2 separate regions of the Zea mays genome follow, and region 2 is linked to region 1. A link is a contact called in public Hi-C data. All regions are on one chromosome and are shown on one strand. Each heading gives the region's core, a stretch centred on a gene start, on an enhancer-like site or on the middle of the called end of the contact. The rest is flanking DNA. Distances are from core to core; before and after follow the strand shown. Region 1 holds the start of LOC100283340. Region 2 holds the start of LOC103641199.

Region 1 (4,885 bases), core at 708-3,207:
AATCGCAAAGCACTTATGTTAAAGCAACTTGATCAGTGATGCTAAAATGTTGGTTTTTATTCTTCAAAATATCCCACCAGTCAAGGCATGCCTTAATGAAACAGTAATTTTACCACAAGAGATTGTCTTAAGAGGAACAATAAAGTCAAAACTAGGTCTGGGACATTACAAAGAATAAGTGTCAACTGCAAAAGGCCACAATCTGAAATCTTGAAAAATATAGCAATTTTCTTTGGTTCCACTTCAATGGATAATTGGACAGCATTAGCATCAAAAAGCCTGAAGTCCATATGCAACATATTCCATATGATACCGTGAAATGTAAGTTAGCGCAAAATAGTCAATTGTGTTTGACATCACCTATAAAGTCAAATCACGTATCTGAAAGTTGAATTTATATGTTCACAGAAATGCTATGCAAAAATAGTACTATCCCCATTCTTTTTCATTTGTCGCCCACTAGTTTATTTTTTAACTAAAACGCGACAAATAAAAAAGAACGGAGGGAGTATGTGTTAACTCATTGATTGATATAATACTTAGTAATGTGTGTCTACCAAAGTTCACTTCCCCACTTTGATTTTATGGTGGTGCATGAAACTAGAAACCAAAGACTATCTTGTTAAGGACAGCATATAGCAATTAGCAACATGAAACCAAATGGCCAGAGCAACTATGGAATTACATTACATCTGAATATATCAACTTGAGAACTCAAGTTCGTTCCTTTTGAGTTATATTTTCCCCATAAATCCAGTGGACCAAAGTAATTGTCAACATAGAGTAAATTGTACAGTATTGTCAGATCGATGAGAAGTCTAAGGTAGTGTTTGGTTGAAGAGCCAAGTAGAACGGAGTCGTTCTGTTCCAGTTTTGATGATGTTTGGTTACAAAGTAACTAGAACGGAATGACTCCAATTAGGGAATATTCTCCTCAGATCCGGAACCATTCCGCTCCAAAAAATCAACCGGACGGAGCCGCTCCGTTCCCATTCCGCTCTCACAGTCACGCTCCGTTCCGTTCACTCTGCAACCAAACAAAAAACAGAGCCGCTCCGTTCCAGATTACCAAACACAGAACAGAGCGGCTCCGTTCCTAGAATCAGGAATAGAACAGCTCCGTTCTACTTGGCTCCTCAACCAAACACTACCTAAAAGGCGTCAGTTGAACACTAAAAGTGACGGGCGGTCCAGTTTTGGGCTCGGACGGTCCGCGGCCTCGCGATCAGATTGACTCGGCCAGCACGTAACAAGGTGTCATTCCTGCGTCCAGATCACCTTCACAGAGAGCACCACAAGACGGTACTACACTAGTGATTGGCGTACAGATCGACGCCAACAGCGTCCAAGTTCATCAATGACACACCTGGCAGCTTGGTACAGGATGGGAAGAGCGCTTGGAGCATGCTCTCGCGCTCCTCGAGGAACTGCTCGGGGGTGAGGAGGCCGTTGAGGCCGCACTCGTCGACGAAGATGCGGGCAGACTCGGCCGCCTTCTTGCCCATCATCTTGGCCTTGAGCGACCAGTCGAACACCTTGTCGTACCTCGCTAGGATCTTCTCCTGCACCTCCGTGTAGAAGCCCTCCGTGTCTGCGCCCCGGGCCGCAGACCGAGGATCATCAGCGCGCTCCACCCATGGAATGGTGATGGGGCCAAGAACATGGACATCCCCGATCGACAAAACATGGAGAAGATAGAGATACCGAGGAGAAGGCCGTCCATATCGAAGATGACGTGCGAGATACTGGCCCTCGGCTGCGCTGACGCGGCGTCGCCGGCGCCACAGGATGCCATTAGGCGCGGGGCCGCGGGGTTGCGCGAGTGCGAGTGAACGAGATCTGGGACTGGGAGAGGCGACTGGGAGAACGGAATCTTTGGTGGATTGCCGATTGGCGTGCGCATGCGCTTCTCCCTGAGACTCCACGGTCCACACCAGGGACTTCAGCAAACAAGGAAGGGGAAAGGCACTGATGACGTCAGCAGCTCGCGGGCCGATTTAATCCAGGATAAAGGGAAGTTGGTAACGGTAACTTTTTTATGTTTATTGAAAAATAGCCACAATCGCTTTTATATGACCACTTTGAAATTTGGGACAATTGCATTTTTACCTCTATTCACGACTTTAACTCCATTTTTACCCCTAATTTCTGAAAAATTAACATAAATTTTATCTATAATTTGACATCAATTTGAGAACATTTTTAATATAAAATGGTGTCAAATTATAGCTAAAATGCTATCAAAATTATATTTTCAAAGTATTTGTAATGTTAAATTTAATTTATTTTCATTAAATTCAAAGTATTTGAAATTTTGAATATGAAATAATTGATTCTCAAATTTATGGTTGCATTTATGTCATACTTATACTCTAAACTTTTATATCAAAGTGGGGGTAAATTTGTAATAGTTCATAATAAGAGAGGCATTGGTGCACAGTTATGTGCTGACTTAACACCATTATGTGCTTATAACAAAATAGGGGCAAGCAGAGGCTTCGTTTCGAAAAAAAATCAGAGGCAACGATGCAAAGTTCAAAAAACAGAGATAAAATAAAGTTAGGGTCGTGAACACGGGCAACCGTGCAAATACCCCTTAAATTTTTGCAGTTACCTATCGCTCCAGGATGGAGAGGCTATGTAATATTTTATTTTTTTTTCATAAATTAGTCTCGGTCGCTTCGGTGTAGGCTATAATTAGCATATAAACTACTTATTTCATATTTTAAGCGAGAATTTCAATGTATGTAGCAACATTGTCAAATATAGTTTATTGTCATGGCAGTGAGATAAATCTAAACCAAGGAATCAATAATAAGAGTTTAAGTTTGGACGAACAATCATAACGTTACATTGTAGCATACATAATGAATCATCTAACCATCTCTTGGTTGTCGAGACCTCTTTGACCCATGTTACGCGTTGACGTGGTCCTAGGAGTAGGTGTGACGACCTAGAGACCTCATCATTTCTCTGGCCGCACGGTGGCTACAGGTGTTGGCTAGGTATCCTATATTCCTATGTCCATAGTGGCAGTGCACCCCCATCTGTGAGAGCCCAACGACATCTTGAACAGACACAATCGAAGGTACATCTCGGTGTTATGGTCGAAGTCAAACATGATGAAAGGTTCTCTTTCGTCGCCATACGCCTGAAGAAACTCTGCATAATGGAAAACAAAAACAAAAATAAAAATTAGATTGAACACTTTATTGTTTGTTGTTAGTTTTAGTTCTTGAAGCACCTGCATACGAAGGAGTGGATGTTGAAGGCCCCATCGTCATTGGTTTTTGGATGCCTAAATTAATGTGTATGAAAACATTGTAATTATAGTGTGATCATGTGCACGCCGACACATATGGTGGTTGTTGCACATATGGAATCGATCGGTACCCATGGCTGCTGGAATGTCTTGTGGTCGTAGTCTATATAATTATTTTCAGGGATAGATGCAGTGGTAGAGCGTGTGGGGCTCGAGCCACCTACCGCTCCCGATCCCATGAAGCCCCTCTAAAGCCTTCTCTAAAATTAGATCTATGCATCGATGTTTCAATAGAAGAGTACTTTAATTTCTTTAAACTATTATATTTGTCTATTGTTAATGATTTAGTGAGATTGTGTCATTGTAACAGTTTAGTTCAACCCCTCCTAAAAATTTTCATGGCTCCGTCCCTAATTGTTTTGTTAGGTACATGTATGTAATCATATACATTACGGGGAGTTAAATAAGACCTAGAATCATGCAAGACGATGTGGTTGTGTGTTGGGTCTGATATGCTTGGGAGGTAGTTGTCGGGGACCATAATTAGGGGTACCCCAAGACTCCTAATCTCAACTGGTAACCCCCATCAGCACAAAGCTGCAAAGGCCTGATGGGCGCAATTCAGGTTAAGGCTCCGTCCACTCAAGGGACACGATCTCGCCTCGCCCGAGCCCAGCCTCGGGCAAAGACAGCCGACCCAGGAGGATTCACGTCTCGCCCGAGGGTCCCCTCAAGCGACGGGCACACCTTCGACTCGCCCGAGGCCCAGCTCGGGCAGGCTTCGCGGAGAAGCAACCTTGGCCAGATCGCTTCGCCAGCCGACCGGATCGCAGGAGCATTCAATGCAAGAATCGCCTGACACCTTATCCTGACGCGCGCTCTTCAGTCGACAGAGCCGAAGTGACCGCAGTCACTTCGCCCCTCCACTGGCTGACCTGACAGGAAAACAGCGCCGCCTGCGCTGCTCCGACTACTGTGCCACCTATCAGGGTGAGGCTGACAGCCGCCAAGTTCGGCCTCAGGCGCCATAGGAAGCTCCGCCTCGCCCGACCCTAGGGCTCGGACTCAACCTCGACCTCGGACAACGGTCTCCACCTTGCCCGACCCCAGGGCTCGGACTCAACCTCGACCTCGGACGACGGTCTCCGCCTCGCCCGACCCCAGGGCTCGGACTCAACCTCGACCTCGGACGACGGTCTCCGCCTCGCCCGACCCCAGGGCTCGGACTCATCCTCGACCTCGGAGGAGCCTCCGCCTCGCCTGACCTTGGGCTCGGACCGACCATGTCACAGGGGGCCATCATTACCCTACCCCTAGCTAGCTCAGGCTACGGGGAACAAGACCGGCGTCCCATCTGGCTCGTCCCGGTAAAACAAGTAATGATGGCACCCTGCGTGCTCCATGACGACGGTGGTTCTCAGCCCCCTACGGAAGCAAGGAGACGTCAGCAAGGACCCGACAGCTCCGACAGCTGTGCTCCTACAGGGCTCGAGCGCTCCTCCGACGGCCACGACATCACATGAACAGGGCGCCAAAACCTCTTCGACAGCCACGTCGGCATGTACATAGGACTCTGTTTCTCTCTGCTAGACACGTAAGCACATTGCTACACCCCCATTGTAC
Region 2 (4,885 bases), core at 1,314-3,813, 240 kb after region 1:
ACACTTGTTTTTATACCCTATAGAAATTCTACTCTTTCTTATAGTTCACTTCACTTCATAATTGATCTAAGTTTAATACTCACCTTGTGAGAGCAATTAAGTGAAAAATTTCACTCCTGTTATCCTCTTCATTCGGACTTAGCTCTTGCTTTTACTAATCCAATATTAGTCCAAGTTTGTTTTGTGAGCTAATTTTTATAGGATCACTTATTCACCCCCTCCAGGTGCTCTCACAAGTACAATCGACAACCAAGAGACTCTATTATATAATGGAGTGTCTATAGATGTAGTTTATTAATAAATGCATAAGTGAATGCGTCTGTATAGCATCAAATAGATATAACAGACGATGTATTTGTACAAGAGAAGTGAAGGCTTCTTTTATTACTTGGGTATGAGCCAAGACTTTTCTTCACGGTCCACGATTGTTTTTTTGCAAATACTCTCTTTAGACACTTCAAAAGGCTCTATATTAAACACTACTGTACATGCCCTAATACCGTCGGCTTGTGTATTGAACCGACTGCAATTGTATACACCAGGTACGATGTTTGGTTTATAAAGACTAATTTTTAGTTCCTCCATTTTATTTTATTTTAGTTTTTAAATTAATAAATATAAAAACTACGTATTTAGTAATTTAGAAACTAAAATAAAATAAAATAGAAACACCGTTAACCGATCTGTCTATGACCGACCCTGGTTAGAAGGACATTTCTGTCGGTTAGGAATTAGAAACGACGAACCGACCTTTATTTTGCTAAAATATTTTCTGACAGTGACAGAAGGTTTGGTTCCGATCGAGAGTGAAGACATAATGAAAATGGTCACTATTTCCATTCAAAACTTGACAAAAGCGCCAAAACCCCTTCAACTTTAGGAATTGTAATATAATTGGGTTGGCTATTTGGTTTGCTATTTAACATCCCATCACTTTTCAAAGTTTAAATATAAAACTATCTCAAATTAATAAAGTGGGAAGTGAAAATTAATTTTATGTATCACCAGACATGCTCTTCGAACTCGTTTTCCTATATTACAAATGTAGCACATATATAAATATCTTTCTCATGTGACCAACACTAGTATATAAAAATATATTTACCATATTAACTTAATTAACCTATATCTAAATTATGAATTTTAGAATAGAATTTTCAATATTCAAAGGATCTAAACGGACCCTTGTAGAAAAGCTTAAGCTTCGACAGCGTGGAGATGAATTCTCTCTTTGAAAATCTGAACTGGCTGTACGTACGAACTAAGATGCCGTTTGGTTCACAAAATGTAACGTAAATGGTAATGGTAACGATTCACGTTCAAATACCGGCGGTAACAAATTTGAATAAGGAGGTATCCATTTATAATGTGGTATCGATTACGGTTGAACTTAAACAAACATAATTTAACGTTATTGGTTACCCATTACGTTACCAATATGTGAATCAAACTGCACCTAAGTTAACTAGCTAGCCTAGCTTCCAGAAACTTGACGCAGGTGTTATGTCTTCTACGACCTGCCTTTTTCCACACACCTTAGCTTATTGTACATCTTTTTCAGGTATGGTCACTCTCTCGATCGACTTGTCAACAAAGCATCTAGAAACAATTGAACTAAAATGATGGCTCGTAAAGTGCACACGTGTATGTTTGTTAAGCCCAGTAGTACGTCCCTCGAAACAGTAAACTTTACTATATAGACTTTGTGCACGTTTCGTATATACGTCATAATACGAACTTATTCATCGCCATTTTCAACAAGCCAGTAATAAAAGATAAAGAGGGATCACACGTTATTTTCTTTAAATACACACACGAAATGCTCGATTGCATTTATCCCCTAAAAATTAAACACATATACCCACACTATATTCTATTAGGCCACTCGTAATAAGAGTTTCATGGACACTAAATAAATAAGCTAGCATGCATGACATGGTCTACGTAAAGAAATCGATGGTAAAAATTTTATATGATAAAATAAGTTTTATGAAGATAAAAACTTTACATTGTTTCTAACAGCTACAGTCTTAAAAACTGGGACATGAAAAGGAAATAGTAACCACTGAGACTGGCCTCCTTCTCCTAGCCTCTCCGAGAGACCGGAACGGAAGATTTTAAAATTAACATAGTCAGCACAAGGTGACTTCTTGTCGACATATAGCCAGGGAGCCTACCTAATAAAAACTGTCTCCAATTTATAAAATAAACCAATCTAGAAAAACGCCAGACATGCTAACTATTTTTTTCTATTTTAAATTATAAAACATATTTTTCTTTTGCTTACTTATATAGATATACTATGATTTATATTCAAAATCTACTAAAAAAACTATCCATCTGAAAATATTTTTTTGTAATTTAAAACAGTAAAAGTACTGTATAATATAGATGTGCATCATGGTCAGATTATGCAGCCTTCGGATGCTTCCACATCAACGTCAGCAGACACCAGTCTACCTTACCTACGCAGAAAGCAAAGCGTTTTATTCAACGACAGGCTCAGCGGCCGCGAGGCCACAAAAGGCAGGCATGGCGTGGCAAACCATCACGGCATCTCTCTCTCTAGTCTCTACTTTTTCATCAGTCATCACCGCAACACAAACACGGCCTTCACAAGACGCAAAAGGGCACACACCTCTTTCTAGCTTCTATACACACACCTCGAGCTCACATACACTCCCATCTCCCCCTCTATCTGGAGAGAGAGAGAGAAAGAGACATGGGGTCATCTCTCTCCCCGTCATCCGTCGCCGCGCTCACCACCGCAGCCCATGGGCACCGCTACCACCTGTCCTCCTCCTCCTCCTCCGACTACTACGAAGACGACGGCTTCGAGTTCACGCCACTCCTACCCAGGCCGCGGCGCCGGCACAGCGCGCGCACGGAGCGTCCAAGAACCGTCGCCCAGGCTGCGGCCACGACGGCGGCCCAGCCGCAGCCTCCCCAGCTGCGCGCGCGCCGCGGAGCGCCAAGCGTCGTGGCCGCGACGCCGGCGGCGCCACCAACACCAAGGAAGCAGCAGGTGCGGTGGCACGACATGGCGTTCGGGTCCGCGCGCGTGCCGGCGGCCATGGACATGGGCGAGATCAGGAGGCGCCTGAGGGCGCGGCAGCTGGCTCTGGCCGGTGGCCCCGCCGGGAACGAGCGGCCGCCATCCTCCGCCGCGGGGTGGGCGCCGTGGAGGCTCATACGGTCGCTCAGCTGCAAGGGCCTCGAGCCCGTGGCGGCTGCCGCGGCGCCGGTGAGGCTGGTGTAGTGTAGGCACGTACGTACAGTCAGTACGGTCTGAGCCTACGATCGACAGAGCGATCGAGGTGGACGTAACGTACGACGTACGTACGGCAGGTGTTGGTGTTGGACTGTTGGTTATGGATCGAGGCTGTGCTGGTGCGGCCCGTGAAGGCCGAGAGTGCGGCGCCGGCCGGTGAACCGGCGCGTGCACGGCGGCGTGCGTGGCGTCACGCGAGTGGCGCCAAATGTTGTTGGTGGAAGTTGAAAGGCACGAGCAAAGGCGGTGCCTATTGTTAGTGTTCAGCTTCGTTTTTCGTCGTGTTTCTGGTTTCAATAAACCTTTTCCCTCTTTCTTTCTGTTTGGGTGTTTAATGTTGGGAGATCAGCTGTGGCTAGGGCATGCATGTACAACTCTAAGGTTGTCTCTGTATTTTTTCTCTATATATGTCATTTATAGTTTTTTCTAAAAGGTATATCTTCTTTTTCTCCGGCAACATTTTCTAAATCTCTACTACAGTAGTACTATTCTTCTCAAACAGTAGCTGGACTTTCTCGACTAGTAGCAGTTGTAGCCTCACTCAACCCACACTACTGACTACCCCACCATGCACGCCGAGATGGACCAGATATATGGTTGTTGCCACACATATCATCCGCCGCAACTGCATGCCTTTTTGTACGGTGTTTCTGCCTCCCGCGCCACAGATGGGAATAGGACAGCGGACACCGAGTGACCCGCCAGCTATATCGTGCGTGCGAGTAGTCCGCTGCGAGTAGTCCGCTACTTTAGCGGAGTAAGACTGGCTCCAGCAATACACAGTAAAGCGTCCTGTACTTAGAGTTCAGACACGTCCTCTACGCGCCCAGCAAGGTACTCTATATGGCACTCTAAATTTTAGAGGACGCCGCACGTACCCTAGATGTGGAGAATTCCAGACGTCCGGTATCCGGGCGAGGGGTCGGGCTCGCGCGGGGGTGAAAAATCCGGAGGCGCTGTTGTGCCGTCGCTGGCGACTTCGATCCATCTCGGCGAGGGGGCCTCGCGGCGCTGCTCCTCGGCGGCGACGGCCAAGCTGGGCTCCAAGAGGCCATGCTCGAGCGGGTCCGGAGGCGGACCGCTCTCGGTGGCTGGAGGCAAGGAGGTGGGCGTCGACGACTCAAAGATCCAAGGAGCGGGTGCGACCGTCGGTGTTCGTCGCCGTCGAACCACCATCGCCAAGAAGCTGAGAAGATCCACGACGCCGATGAAGGAAGGTGGGGAGAAACGCAAGCGCATCTCGACGCCGCCATCGTCATCGTCTTCCATTAGGTCGGGTGGTCCAGATCCGAAGAAAAAAAGGTAAACATTGAAGATCGATTTTGCTTTCTATGATTCTAGTACTTCAAATGCTACAACTCGTCCAGATCTAGGGTTCGGTTCACCGTTTTCTGTTCATAATTTTGGTTGGCATTAAGAAAATTTGATTGTGGTACAAGCTTTCTCTGTTCTAGTCATCGATGTGTATTTACAAATACATGGGTTTAGGTTTTAGACAGACTGAATCATGACCACTATGATATCTCTTGATAATTGATGTTCACATTAAGCAAATATCTTTGTGCTAGAAGCTTTGTTCATATAGGAATCGAGGTGTATTCACAATGACTTGGC

Evidence for each region. A called contact is a pair of places that touch in the nucleus more often than the background predicts.
Region 2: a Hi-C map of tassel shows a contact between it and region 1, with 2.1 times the contacts expected there. The contact joins the promoter of LOC103641199 here to the promoter of LOC100283340 in region 1. A contact is called at or near these places in 3 of 25 Hi-C or Micro-C datasets (ear, leaf and tassel).

Annotation. Positions count from the first base shown.
Region 1 is chr10:71,593,858-71,598,742 of Zm-B73-REFERENCE-NAM-5.0, forward strand. LOC100283340 reads right to left here and starts at 1,958. Exons shown (of 6, transcript NM_001156241.1): 1 at 1,705-1,958; 2 at 1,367-1,591. The coding sequence starts at 1,903.
Region 2 is chr10:71,834,351-71,839,235 of Zm-B73-REFERENCE-NAM-5.0, forward strand. It overlaps LOC103641199, which reads left to right and starts at 2,564. Exons shown (of 1, transcript XM_008664566.4): 1 at 2,564-3,591. The coding sequence starts at 2,723. The coding sequence ends at 3,259.